2 separate regions of the Triticum aestivum genome follow, and region 2 is linked to region 1. A link is a contact called in public Hi-C data. All regions are on one chromosome and are shown on one strand. The core of a region is the stretch at or near the end of the contact, and the rest is flanking DNA. Distances in the headings are between cores, read along the strand shown.

Region 1 (5,951 bases), core at 1,748-4,247:
ATAGCACACAAGGTGTTCCTCCGGTATTCGGGAGTTGCATAATCTCATAGTTAGAGGAATATGTATAAGGCATGAAGAAAGCAATAGCAATAAAACTTAATGATCATTATGCTAAGCTAACGGATGGGTCTTGTCCGTCACATCATTGTTTAATGATATGATCCCGTTCATCAAATGACAACACATGTCTATTGTTAGGAAACTTAACCATCTTTGATTAACAAGCTAGTCAAGTAGAGGCATACTAGGGACACTATGTTTTGTCTATGTATTCACACATGTATCAAGTTTCCTATTAATACAATTCTAGCATGAATCATAAACATTTATCATGATATAAGGAAATATAAATAACTATTTTATTATTGCCTCTAGGGCATATTTCCTTCACCCCTCCCCTCCCACCTATATATATGTGAGGAGGGGGTGCCACACAAGGACACAACATTGTCTTAGCCGTGTGCAGCGCCCCCGTCCACCGTTTACTCCCTCGTTCATATTTTCACAGTGCTTAGGCGAAGCCCTACAGAGATCACATCATCATCACCGTCACCACGCTGTCGTGCTGACGGAACTCATCTACAGCTTGTCGTCTTGCTGGATCAAGAAGGTGTAGGATGTCACCGAGCTGAACGTGTGCAGAACACGGAGGTGTTGTACGTTTGGTACTTGATCATTTGAAGCGCAAAGAAGTTCGACTACATCAACTGCGTTGTGAAACGCTTCCGCTTTCGGTCTACGAGGATACATAGACATACTCTCCCCCTCGTTGCTATGCATCTCTATGGATAGATCATTGCATGTGCGTAGAAATTTTTTGTTTTCCATGCAACATTTCCCAACAGAAATTGAATCTGATGGCTCATTTACGGTGGAGGCAATTCAGCAAATAGACCCTTATCTAGGACCAGATGTTGCGTCGGTCTCTGAATGCAAGGAGTTGTCGGTGGACTTTGCCAAAATATCATTTAAACATTTGTGGGTCTGCCTCGTGCAGTCCAAGTGCCTCGTGAAGGAGAAAGTGGCGGCCACGCCAAAACCAGCCGCCTAGCCTCCCCGTGCCGCCCCATGTCTGGTCGGGCTCCCCTCCTCGCATGAATCCTCCACCACCTCGAGTGACTCGGATGACCCTCCGGACATCGACGCATGCACCGACGTCGATCCGTAGTACCGCCGCTTTGGAGACGATAAAGGGAAGGGCAAGGCTAAGAAGTGGTGAATCTTATCTTTATATATATACTTGTATCTAATCATAGATCCTATCAATGCTATCGTCGTCGTGAGTTATCTAGCTTTTGAACTTGCTATATGTCCGATTATATCAGTACTACGTGTTTAATTTAGCTACGTTGTGTTGTGTTGATCCACGCTACATAGAACAAAATTAATTTAGAGGTTTAGATACGAGGATAACGGCTACGAACGCAGCCAAATGAGAGGCAAGCGAACATACAAAGGGCCAAATTGGCTACGTCGGATTGTAGATGCTCTAATCCTGCACATGTTAGAAAATTGCACACGAAGATGAGCTATTAGAGTACTCAATCAATCGATCTGTCATAAACAATTCACCAATACGATTGTCTATCTAGCTACTCATGGAATGGGGGTACTAGTATGCTTGATGTGATGATGTGAGCAAACTCGTGGAGCTTCTAGTAGCTATACCCTGGTTTTAAATCTGTGTGGCCAGATTTTAGTCGATTAAGATTTAATCAAGTCTCAATCGAGTGATATATAACATGTAGAAAAGCAACAAATAAAATTAAAAATTAAAATATTGCACGGATCTTGACGTAAGATCATATGATTATTGCATCGACTTCGTTAAAGTTTCAGTCGACCGAGATTTATCAACACCGTTCCACATTATAGTTTGCCGAAAATCAGGAGAGAGGGAAAAAAAATCCAAGCAGCAACGATCATCCTGAAGTACTACACCGATGACTGGCACAGGCACAGGCACGGCACGGTGAGCATACGGAACTGCGAGAGAAACGGCGGTTCTCTTCGTCCTGTGTGTACGAATGCAGACGGACAGAGGGATGATTGGGACGCCGCACTTGCTAATTGGAGGAGCCGAGGTTGGGCCTAGCGCGAAAAAAGTAACGACATGATTAGCCTAACATGGCGGCCGGAATCCATCTGCTGTCATGGACTCTGGAGAATCGTGGTCCTGGCGCTTCCAGTGCATCGCAGCTGTGCGTATGTACGTACGTACAATCGTAGAGTGCTCGTGTTTGGCCAGGGAAGGATAAAACTGGATAAGATACACGGACGAGCGAAGAATGCCACCCGCCCACCCGTGATGTAGAAGTTATTCGTTTTGTGGCGGGAAAATAGCAAAGATGGGGATGTCGTCGGATGTCAATTATATTTGCCGCTGTCATAACTTTATATGATTTTGACAACTTGTAAAGGTTGGGTATTCCGTAAATGGGGCCTACAGAACGCTGAGGCACAGATACTTCTGTTTGTTCTGTCCTGCCTCCGACCAATACTCCTACACCATTCAAAAAAAAGAGTTTGTCTAGGACACATCTAGATGTGACATAGTTATGTCACATCTAAGCTGATTTCCACTCTGTTTGTGGTCTATTTTTTTGTCCTAGCTTTTTTTTTATTTCTTGTTGCTGCATTATATATTTGTGGAAGCTTAGATGTGACATACTTTAAAAACATCTAGATGTGAATTAGACAAACTGCAAAAAATATATCTGCTCCTACACTAGTTCCAAATGACCGGAGTCCATAACGAGTGAGTATTATTACTCCAGTTTCTTCAAAGAGCGTGATTCCTTCATCTGCTATGCTTGTGCTGCCTGCATGCTGTCCTTGCGCCATGACCATGTGAACAGAGAGACACGTAAACTCCTCACGGTCATGGGTTCACACCGCGGTGCGGCGGCGATGCGCTTCTGCGCCCGTGCATGCATGTATGGCCAACGGCGGCAGCTAATAGCTCCAAGCAGGCGTGGGCACGCGCATTGCGGTCATCGTACGTCGCCCCTCCCCTGCACTGCTGCACAGGCCTCACGGGTCTAACAACACAGTGTGCGTCCGTGTACGCATGTGCGCGGTGCACGGGAGCGCTTGATTCTCGGGGATGCGTACGTTGCACAAGACGTACTGGCCGTTGGATCCAAACCTGATTATAGGGTAAGGACGCATGGGCTAAAATGTCATGTGCGCACGTCGCTCTCGAAATCATCATTTCCTGATTATTCTCAAAAGAAAATCATTTCCTGATTTTCGACCCATGTTCGTTTCTTGGAGTTGCCTGCCTAGTTGGATATCATGCGCGTCCGTCTCCAGCTAACCACTGTGCAGCCAGTCAACCGCATGTCTGTGTCCGACTGTGCCGTCTGTACGTACACTTGGGCCGAGCAATTTGGAAAGGGAAGTGTTTAGGAACGTCGCACCGGCCGAACCGTTCCGCCGGTTCCACGCGGGCCACTCGATCGAAGCGACGCGCAGCGCATCATACGCCTCGCGCTCCTCCCGATCCCCTTCTTCCTCCTCCCGATCCCCTTATTCCTCTTCCTCTTCCTCGCGTCGTGCCGCCCTCTTCTTCTGCCCTCTCCTCCCCACCCCTTCCCCATCCCTTCCCCCTCCCCCCCCCCCCGGTCGCAGCGCCACGCGCTCCCCTCCCCGCTCGAAGCTCGCCGGCGACCGAGGGGCGGTGACAACGGAGATGCTGCAACCGGTACTACGGGGTGCTACCACGGCGACGCCTTCCTCGCATGCATCGGAGCTCTGCCTACCTCGCCGGACCCGGCCACGCCGGAGCTGCAACCAGCCATGGCAGACTACCCCTCACAGTGAATTTTTGCTGGAACCGGTTGTAGCGAATTCAATCGCCGGTGGTAGCAAAAATCTACTACGGTTGCAGCAAAACGGCGTCATCGTCATCACGGGGTCGCAGCCGGTGAAGCGCTCCCTCGCCGGCCGCCATGGCTGCCTGCAGCCATGCCCGGATCCTCCCGCGTATACAAGTGTTGCAACCGTCACCTAGAAAAGCTTCAACACCCGTTGAAAAAAGCTTCAACCATAGACATAGAAAGCTTCAATGGCACTGCACAAAAAGGGAAAGCTGCAACCGTTGTTGGATTTTGCTACTACCGGCAAAGCTTTTTGCTACATCCATCAGGCAGAGCTACGACCTCGCGAGGACGACAATGATTTTTTTGCTGCAACCGTAGCAGGCTTTTTGCTACTACCGTTGGAGGTTTTTGCTACATCCATGCTAGCTTTTGCTACAACCGGCACTTCGTTTTGCTACAGCGCACCACCGGCATCGGCGGTTCAAGGACGACAGTGCTGCTCCGGCCTGCACTTCCCTGCTACAAGCACTGTACGTGATGCTACAATATGCATCTCGTTTTGCTACAGCCACACCGGATTTTTGCTACAACGCATCGCCGGCGTCGATTTTTTGCCACAACCACGCTCACTTTTTGGTCCAACCCGCAATTTGTTTTGCTACCACGCACCACGGGCATCGTTTTTTTGCTACAACCGGCGTTGCCATTTCCTACTACGCACCACCGGCGGCAGAGAAAAAGCTATGACCGGCGAGTTTGTTTTTTGATGGGACCGGCGGCGATTTTTTGCTGGGACCAGCCGAGTTTCTTGCTGGGACGGTGATGGCTGCTCATCTTTTTGCTGGGACGGCGAGCTGCACCAGAGACGGACAGGAGGGCTGCGACGGCGAGTGTACAGTATGTTGCAACCGGCGACGGCAAGGGCCACAACGGCGTGGTTTGATGCGTAGATCACGAACGGATGGCGAGAGGGTGGACGTGGTGAAGGCGACGGCCGCGAAGGCGCCAGTGATGCGTCGACGGCCATGGCGAGATGGTGTGTTGCCGCCAACGAGGCAACCTGCGAGGGGCAGTTTGTCTACAGAAGGTCAACGTTGTTCCCATCTATCTTGATCTGATCTGAGACGAGGCGGTGGGGAAGGGAAAAGATGACGTGGGATTCTAATCTAACGGCCACAAATGGAGTCATCCAGCGGTCCTGATACGACCGGCGGAGCGCTTCGGCCGGTCGACCGGCGCATATCAGTGCCCATTTGGAAAAGATAACCCGTCTACGCTAGACCTTATCACAAACGAAGTTCGCTGAAATATGAATTGACGTTTTTTAAACGCAGCCGTTCAAATGTGTAACTATGACACACCACTGACACATCAACGTTATCACCAATGAGCTTATTTTGAACAATTGCCTATGCGTTTTCAGTTAAAAATGATCGGTAGATATTGCCAAATCACACAGGGGTGCTACTTATCTAGATAATGTCATTGGCTTCTCCTCCGCGTCTGATTCTCTGGAATCCTACGAGAATCCTCCAAAAACCCTACAACCAAATGAGCTCTAACAGGAACTGAAACTGGCGTAAGAAGCTGTCATTTCAATCCTCTATGCCGTAATTCATGAGTAAACAAAGTGGCCAAAATGCATGTTACGAACATCCAGCCGACATGGATACCTATCAAGCAAGCCACGATTATTGGCGCCATGATCATATCCCACGATGATGACACGACAAATTGGGGTCGACAGCTGCCGTAGAAAGAGACGGCGGAGGGCGGAGAATCGGCCAGCGGTGGGCTGCACTGCACCGATCATCATTCAGTTCGGCCTATACACGTAACTAGCCTAGCCAGCACCAGTACGTAGCAGCTCGATCACCTGGTAGCGAAAGGAGATGGGAAGGCGGACAGACACTGGCACTCGGACGTAGACGCGCGTTTACTGGCGGGTAAGATGTCGAGGTCGCGGCCAACGCCGTTGGCGGGTGCAGCAGTGTACGGCGTTCGTTTGTCCGTTGGTCATTATGCTGTTAAGCCACCGCCTTAATTACTCCATTGTAGCTGCTGTCGCGTCCTTAATTTGGACACAACCTCAGGCGAACGCCAGCACCAAGCAGTGCGACGCAAAAC
Region 2 (6,330 bases), core at 1,801-4,300, 210 kb before region 1:
TGCTTTCCTGCAGCACCAACCATCTTCCTCGTTTCTTTTATCTTCACTCAATCATTTATCTTCAGAAGAAAAGATGATCCATTCATTGATAATGGAAGAAAGAATAGTTTAGACGGAACATTTTACAGGGGAGAGATTGCTGACTGAGATAACCCCTACTACTACAGTGGAGCTGTCCTTGTAAAGCTGCAATCTGATCCAACTCAGGACCCAATCCAACTACCCAAGCTAGCCAAGACCGATAATTTGATTCCGAGAAAGCAATACCCATCACCCAAATCCCTTTCCATCATCACCGTTTCTTCCCCAAATCACAATCTAAAAGTTATGATTGGGCCTTATTGACAATCTGAGATAGTTGAGAGATACCACCAAATCTCACCATTTCCTCCCTCGAATCCCCCGAATTTTACACACTGAACCCTTTGGCCGCACCGGCAGCGGTGTCAGCGCTTGGCGCTCGGCTTGCGCCGTTCTGGGCGCCTGTCGTATCATGTCCACGTTATCGCTATCGGACTCGCCACGCTGTGCTTACCGTCCGACCACACGAGCCGGCCGAAGCCGGCGGTGCCCGACGGCTGCGACTTGGCCGCCGTGAAGCTCACCGTGTAGCTCTTCTTCTCGCCGGCCGCCGTGAACTCCAGCTCCGTCGGCTTCACGTCGACGGTCACGCCGGACATGGACACCGAGGCGTCCACCTTGTACGTGCCCGCCGCGCCCACGTTGGTGAGCGTGCGCGTGTGCGTCACCGTGGTGGCGCTGGAGTCCCCGGCCTCGCCGTTCGCCGTGGAGTAGGCCACGGAGAAGGACGGGTAGTTGAGGTTGGAGACGGCGTAGGTCTTGTTCGCGGCGCACCCGTAGCTCTTGCTCCGCGCCAGCGCGGCGATCATGTTTGGCGTATACTTGAGCGCGCACAGGAAGTCCACGTAGTCGCTGGTGCCGAGGTCGTACACCAGCCCTGGCTCCACCGCGCGGGTCGGGTCCACGTGCCCGGCGCCGTAGTCGAACGGCGTGGCGGCCGCGCCGGTCGCCGCGTCGAGGATGGGCGACCCGGCGCCGCCGGTGTACGTGGAGTAGGCGGTCGTCATGAGAGCCGAGCGCACGGCGGCGGGGCTCCACTCCGGGTGCGCGCTCCTGAGCAGCGCCGCGAGGCCGCTCACGTGCGGGCACGACATGGACGTGCCGGAGATGATGTTGAAGTTGACGCGGCGCGTGTCAGCGGCGAGACCCGTCGGCCCCGCCTTGCCGGTCCACGCCGCCAGGATGTTCACCCCCGGCCCGATGATGTCCGGCTTTAGGATCTCCGGCGTGATCATGTTTGGCCCGCGCGACGAGAACGCAGCCACCAACGGTGAGGGGCGCACGTCCACCTGTGTCCCGGCGACCACAATCGTTGCCGTCGGCTTGGACTCGGATGCTATGTAAGACTTTATAGCGGTACCTTCTTTTTCACCCACGCCGGCCGCGGGCAGGAGGTGGGCATCGGCGACGAGCTCCTGCCCATTGGCTGCGGTGTTGGCGAGCACCATGCCGGCACCTCCAGCGTCGCGCACCACGAAGCCTTTCTGGACGCGCGCGCTGATGCCGCGGTCGCAGACCACGATCTTCCCTTGCACCTTCTCCGGCGAGAGGGTCCCTGGCATGCAGAGGTTTCCGCTGGTGGAGTTGGAGGCGTTGCCCGCGTAGATGAGGGTGGTCGGGGTGGACGGCGGGGCCTTCCCAGCGTAGAGGGACACGCCGGTGTAGTTCTTGCCGTTCCCGAGTTGAACGTACGCCGGGAAGTCGCGGTCGAGGGTGCCCGCGCCCACGGTGGTGATCCAGGGCGCCACGTTGGAGAGTGTGGCGCTCCCGGGCCCGGCGTTCCCGGCAGAGCAGGACACCAGGACGTTCTGCTCCATCGCGGCGAAGGCGCCGATGGCAACGCTGTCGCGCGCGTAGTCGGCGGAGCCACCGCCGAGCGAGAGCGAGAGCACGCCGCAGCCGTCGGCGACGGCGGCGTCCATGCCGGCGAGGATGTCGGAGCTGAAGCAGCCGCCGAGCCAGCACACCTTGTACACGGCCACGCGCGCCTTGGGCGCCATGCCGCGCGCCGTGCCAGACGCGAACCCGAACAGGTCAGCGTCGGCGACAGCTGCGCCGGCAGCGGTGGACGACGTGTGCGTCCCGTGCCCGTCGTCGTCGCGCGGGGAGCGCGACTCCCTGCTCGTGTCCATGGGCCCCATGGCCGCCTCGTAGCCCCGGTTGAAGAACCGCGCGCCGACGAGCTTCCGGTTGCAGGCCGAGGAGTTGAAGTCCGCGCCGGCCATGCACGTGCCCTTCCACGACGACGGCACCTCGCCGAGGCCCGCGTCGTTGTAGCTCTTGCTCTCAGGCCAGACGCCGGTGTCGAGCACCCCGACGACGACGTCGCCGCCCGTGCCAGACTGCGGGAACAGGCCCTCGCTCCCGGCGAGCCCCAAGAACTCAGGCGTCCGCGTGGTGTGCAGCTCGTACCGCGTCTCGGGGTTCACGGCCAGGACGCCGTCCATGCCCGCCATGTCGCTGGCCTCCTGCTCCGTGAGCCGCGCTGAGAAGCCGTGCAGGACGGTGTCGTAGGAGTAAAGCATCTTGGCAGCGGCGGCGCGACCGGTGGACACCGAGCGGAGGGAGGCGCCGTACCACTCGCCGTGGTCGGCGTACTCGGCCGGCATGGCAGACTTGGCCATGTGAACTATGTACGTGGCGCGCTGCTCCGCCGCCGCCGCCGCCACGGCGAGAGCCACCACCAGCAGCAGCCTCATCAGCATCTTGTCAGCTGTCACTGCACCGGCAGCAGCGCGTCAAGCTATATATATCCGGCGCCGCCGTGGTAGTGTTACGACGAAGCTTAGCGAGCTAGCTCGTAGCCGCTACAAGGACGCGTGGTTATATATATGCGCGGTAGCCTTACTGATTAAGACATGATTGGAAGAGTGTGAGCAAAAGATGGACAGTTGGTTGGTTCTACAAGAAGAGGAGATGAAGTTTGTGTGTGGTTAAGTGACTGCTTGATGGAAATCGAGGCCCGTCGGAGGAGTGAAAGATGGTGAGTGTGAGTGGTATCCGTATCAATAATTTCAGAAGAAAAAGTGTATGTGGGCGCACGCACGGCACGGGAGAGAGGGTGGGACGAACGGGGTCACATGGATTTGTTTTCTTCGCCAACTTTGGGACTTTGGCACTGCCAGTCGGTCGACCCCCTGCTAGCTGTGTCTTTGCCGGACCGGCTTTTTTCCTGAGGCTTTCAGTGTACGCGAGGTTGCGGTGTCTGGCCCGGAGGATTCTCTCCACGAGGAATCAAAGCATCCTCAGCTGTCGGCTAAGTTTAGCTGGTGACCATGTGTGGACTGTGTCCGTCCCATATTCCGTATGTATCTCTTCGGATTATGGACGGCGGATTCTGATTCTGGAGCGACACTCGCTAAAACGATGGATGATCCATGTGAAAACGTGAAACATTCCCTTCTTCTTTCCCCCTTTTGTTTTTGCTGCTGTTTCGGGCAGCTTTTTGTTGTGGTTGTGATGTTTCTTTAACACCCCAATAATCGTGCGGACGTTCACTCACGGAGCTCATCCAAGTGAACGAACGGTTCCCTCCGAGAGGCTCTTTTGAGCGAACGGTGTGATCAGGGAGTGTTTCCTCTGAAAACTGCTCCTAGCTAACACCTTGAAATTATCATGTTATAACAGGTATATTTGTCATGCTATTGTATAAAGATTTGCCATGTATAAAAGAAAATATTGAAAGATTGTCAGGAATTTGCCATGCGTACCAGAGATTCACACATGGCGAGAAGAGAAACTTGCCATCCTATAGCAGGAGAAAGTTGTCACAAAATATCTATGATTTGCCATCATGCATGGAGCAGAATTTCCATGCCATAACATAAAGAATTGTGGTGATGTAAGAATAGAAATTGCCACACATGTGTTCAGATATTTGTCATGTCCATAAGAAATACATTCTGATGTTGCACATAAAATCTGTCATGACGTAAATATATAGAAAAAAGTTCCCCCATGAAGGTCATTCCCCCATGTCGTGTCAATCGATTGAACGATTTTGTTTTGTCCACGCATTCCCTACCAATGGCCTTCCGAGCGAATGTATCGAGATTCGTGAGCCTCAATCCAACGGCCTACAGAGCGTTCGCTCGGAAGTGCGTCAAAACTAATGCCAATTCTATAGTGTTTATGCTTTTTAGCCATACATAAAAAATGCATGTAATTCATTACACTTTAGCATTTGTGTAACTTGCATGTTATTTTAAATTTGTGCAAGTCAATTTTCTGACCTTTGATTTTTTTGGTCAAGATTTGTGTTGCCCCTTTTTTTCCTTGTGTTGTTTCATGATTTTTTTAGGTAATGTTCCATGACTTCTTAGATGAAAATTTTGACCTGCCCTTATTTGGGGCCGATCAATTTTCTTATTGGGCTTGAAGTCGTTGCTCGTTACATGTTTTTTTTAGCAAATATCAATGACCGGCCACTAAATAGGAGGACCATTTTGGGGAATGCAGTATTTCAAATTTTTTCCTACGATCACGCAAGATCTACCTAGGAGATGCATAGCAACGAGAGGGGAGAGTGTTGTCTACGTACCCTCGTAGACCGAAAGCGGAAGCGTTATGACAACGTGGTTGATGTAGTCGTACGTCTTCACGATCCGACCGATCCTAGCACCGAAGGTACGGCTCCTCCGCGATCTGCACACGTTCAGCTCGGTGACGTCCCACGAACTCTAGATCCAGCTGAGGTCGAGGGAGAGTTTCGTCAGCACGACGGCGTGATGACGGTGATGATGAAGTTACTGACGCAGGGCTTCGCCTAAGCACTACAACGATATGACCGAGGTGGATATCTGTGGAGGGGGGCACCGCACACGGCTAAGACAACTGTCAACTTGTATGTTCTAGGGTGCCCCCCCCCCCCCGCCCCTGTATATAAAGGAGCAAGGCGGAGGCCGGCCGGCCCTCATAGGGCGCGCCCCAAGTAGGATTCCTACTAGGAATCCTATTCCTAGTAGGTTTCCAACAAGGAAAGAGAGGGGAAGGAAGGAGAGGGAGAGAGGGAGAAGGAAAAGGGGCGTTGTCGGCGTCCTGGGAACGGGGGTCCCCAGACTTGCCTGCCTGCGGCCCACGGTGTGGCTCCGCTAGCAGCCCCGTACGACCCATCTTCACCAGCAAACACTCAAGACCCTCGCGAGGGGCACGACACAAGACCTCCTCGGGAGCTGCCTCGCCAGGCTGGCTCGCGAGGGGCGGAGAGATCAAGGCAAGGGGAACCTCGCGAGGTTCCTACGACGTCAGCCACGACGACCAAGGCCAGGCAGGCGCCAGCACGCACAGTGTCCTCGTTTCCCCTTTGGTGCTAAAGGGGCAAGCGCAGGCGAGGAGTCCCGAGGCATCAGGCAAAGGTTACCATATCGGTGCAACGAGACCAAGACCAGCAGGACGGCGAGATGGAGGTCACCGTGGAGCCCAAGACGACGTCACCACCAGAGCCTTTGGCAGGCTAAGACCACCTTTAGTTAGGATAGCTTGTACTAGTTGTCCCCCTTCAAATTGGCCGTTGTGGCATCCCTTCCCGCTCAATATTTGGGAAGATGACCAGGCCTCTATAAACAGGACTAGCCACCACAGTAGGAGGGAACGAATTCAGATCATCCTCACCCACACAAGTCCACCAAGCACAAGAACACCTCTCCTCAAGAGGCTGTTCTTCCCTTATACTGTTCATCATCAGCCCAAGAGGCAATCCACCACACCACATTGGAGTAGGGCATTACACCACAACGGTGGCCCGAACCAGTATAAATCTAGGCCTTGAGACCGCGGTGAGGCTGAGGGCGTGATTAGGTAGGGGGAGATCTTCGTGCGCACCCCAGTGTTCGAACCTCAAGGATTTTGCTGGAACCCAAAATCCGACATTTGGCGCGCCAGGTAGGGGTGCGCCGAAGCTTTCCTTCCGCTGATATGCGTCCCATCGCTTCGTCGCATCCATGGCGGACGCTCGCCGGGCCCGCGCTGAGCGCCGGGCCGCCCTCGCCGCCCGTGTCGCTCGGACTGCTCCTGTCGGCGGGCCTCCCCGTCGTTCTCCGTCGCCCGCCGCCAACGCCGCCACCGGCCCGGTGGGAAACGAGCAGCAAGCATCCTCGCTGCACCCCTCGGTGCGGCGGGACGGCCGCACCGCCACTCCGCCGCTGACTCCGGCCGGCTCGTCGTCTCACGCTCGTCGCGCTCCCACGGACGCGCAGGCCGCGCTGCTCATGGCACGCGAACTCCTGCGCTACTGTCCCTTCGACGACCTCT

What was found. A called contact is a pair of places that touch in the nucleus more often than the background predicts.
Region 2: a Hi-C map of leaf shows a contact between it and region 1, with 3 times the contacts expected there. The contact joins the promoter of LOC123096124 here to the enhancer-like site in region 1. A contact is called at or near these places in 3 of 5 Hi-C or Micro-C datasets (all in leaf) and 1 of 1 datasets of contacts at active chromatin or transcription factors (leaf).

Annotation. Positions count from the first base shown.
Region 1 is chr4D:50,941,842-50,947,792 of IWGSC CS RefSeq v2.1, reverse strand. No RefSeq gene overlaps it. Among protein-coding and RNA genes, the nearest start is that of LOC123096123, 63 kb to the right of the region's middle. Within about 2 kb of position 2,997, at least 6 of the 8 cell types and tissues checked have an H3K27ac peak or open chromatin away from gene starts, as enhancers often do. A contact at or near this core is called in leaf, where this site is marked.
Region 2 is chr4D:51,156,111-51,162,440 of IWGSC CS RefSeq v2.1, reverse strand. LOC123096124 (subtilisin-like protease SBT1.7) reads right to left here and starts at 3,050. Exons shown (of 1, transcript XM_044517745.1): 1 at 55-3,050. The coding sequence starts at 2,786. The coding sequence ends at 492.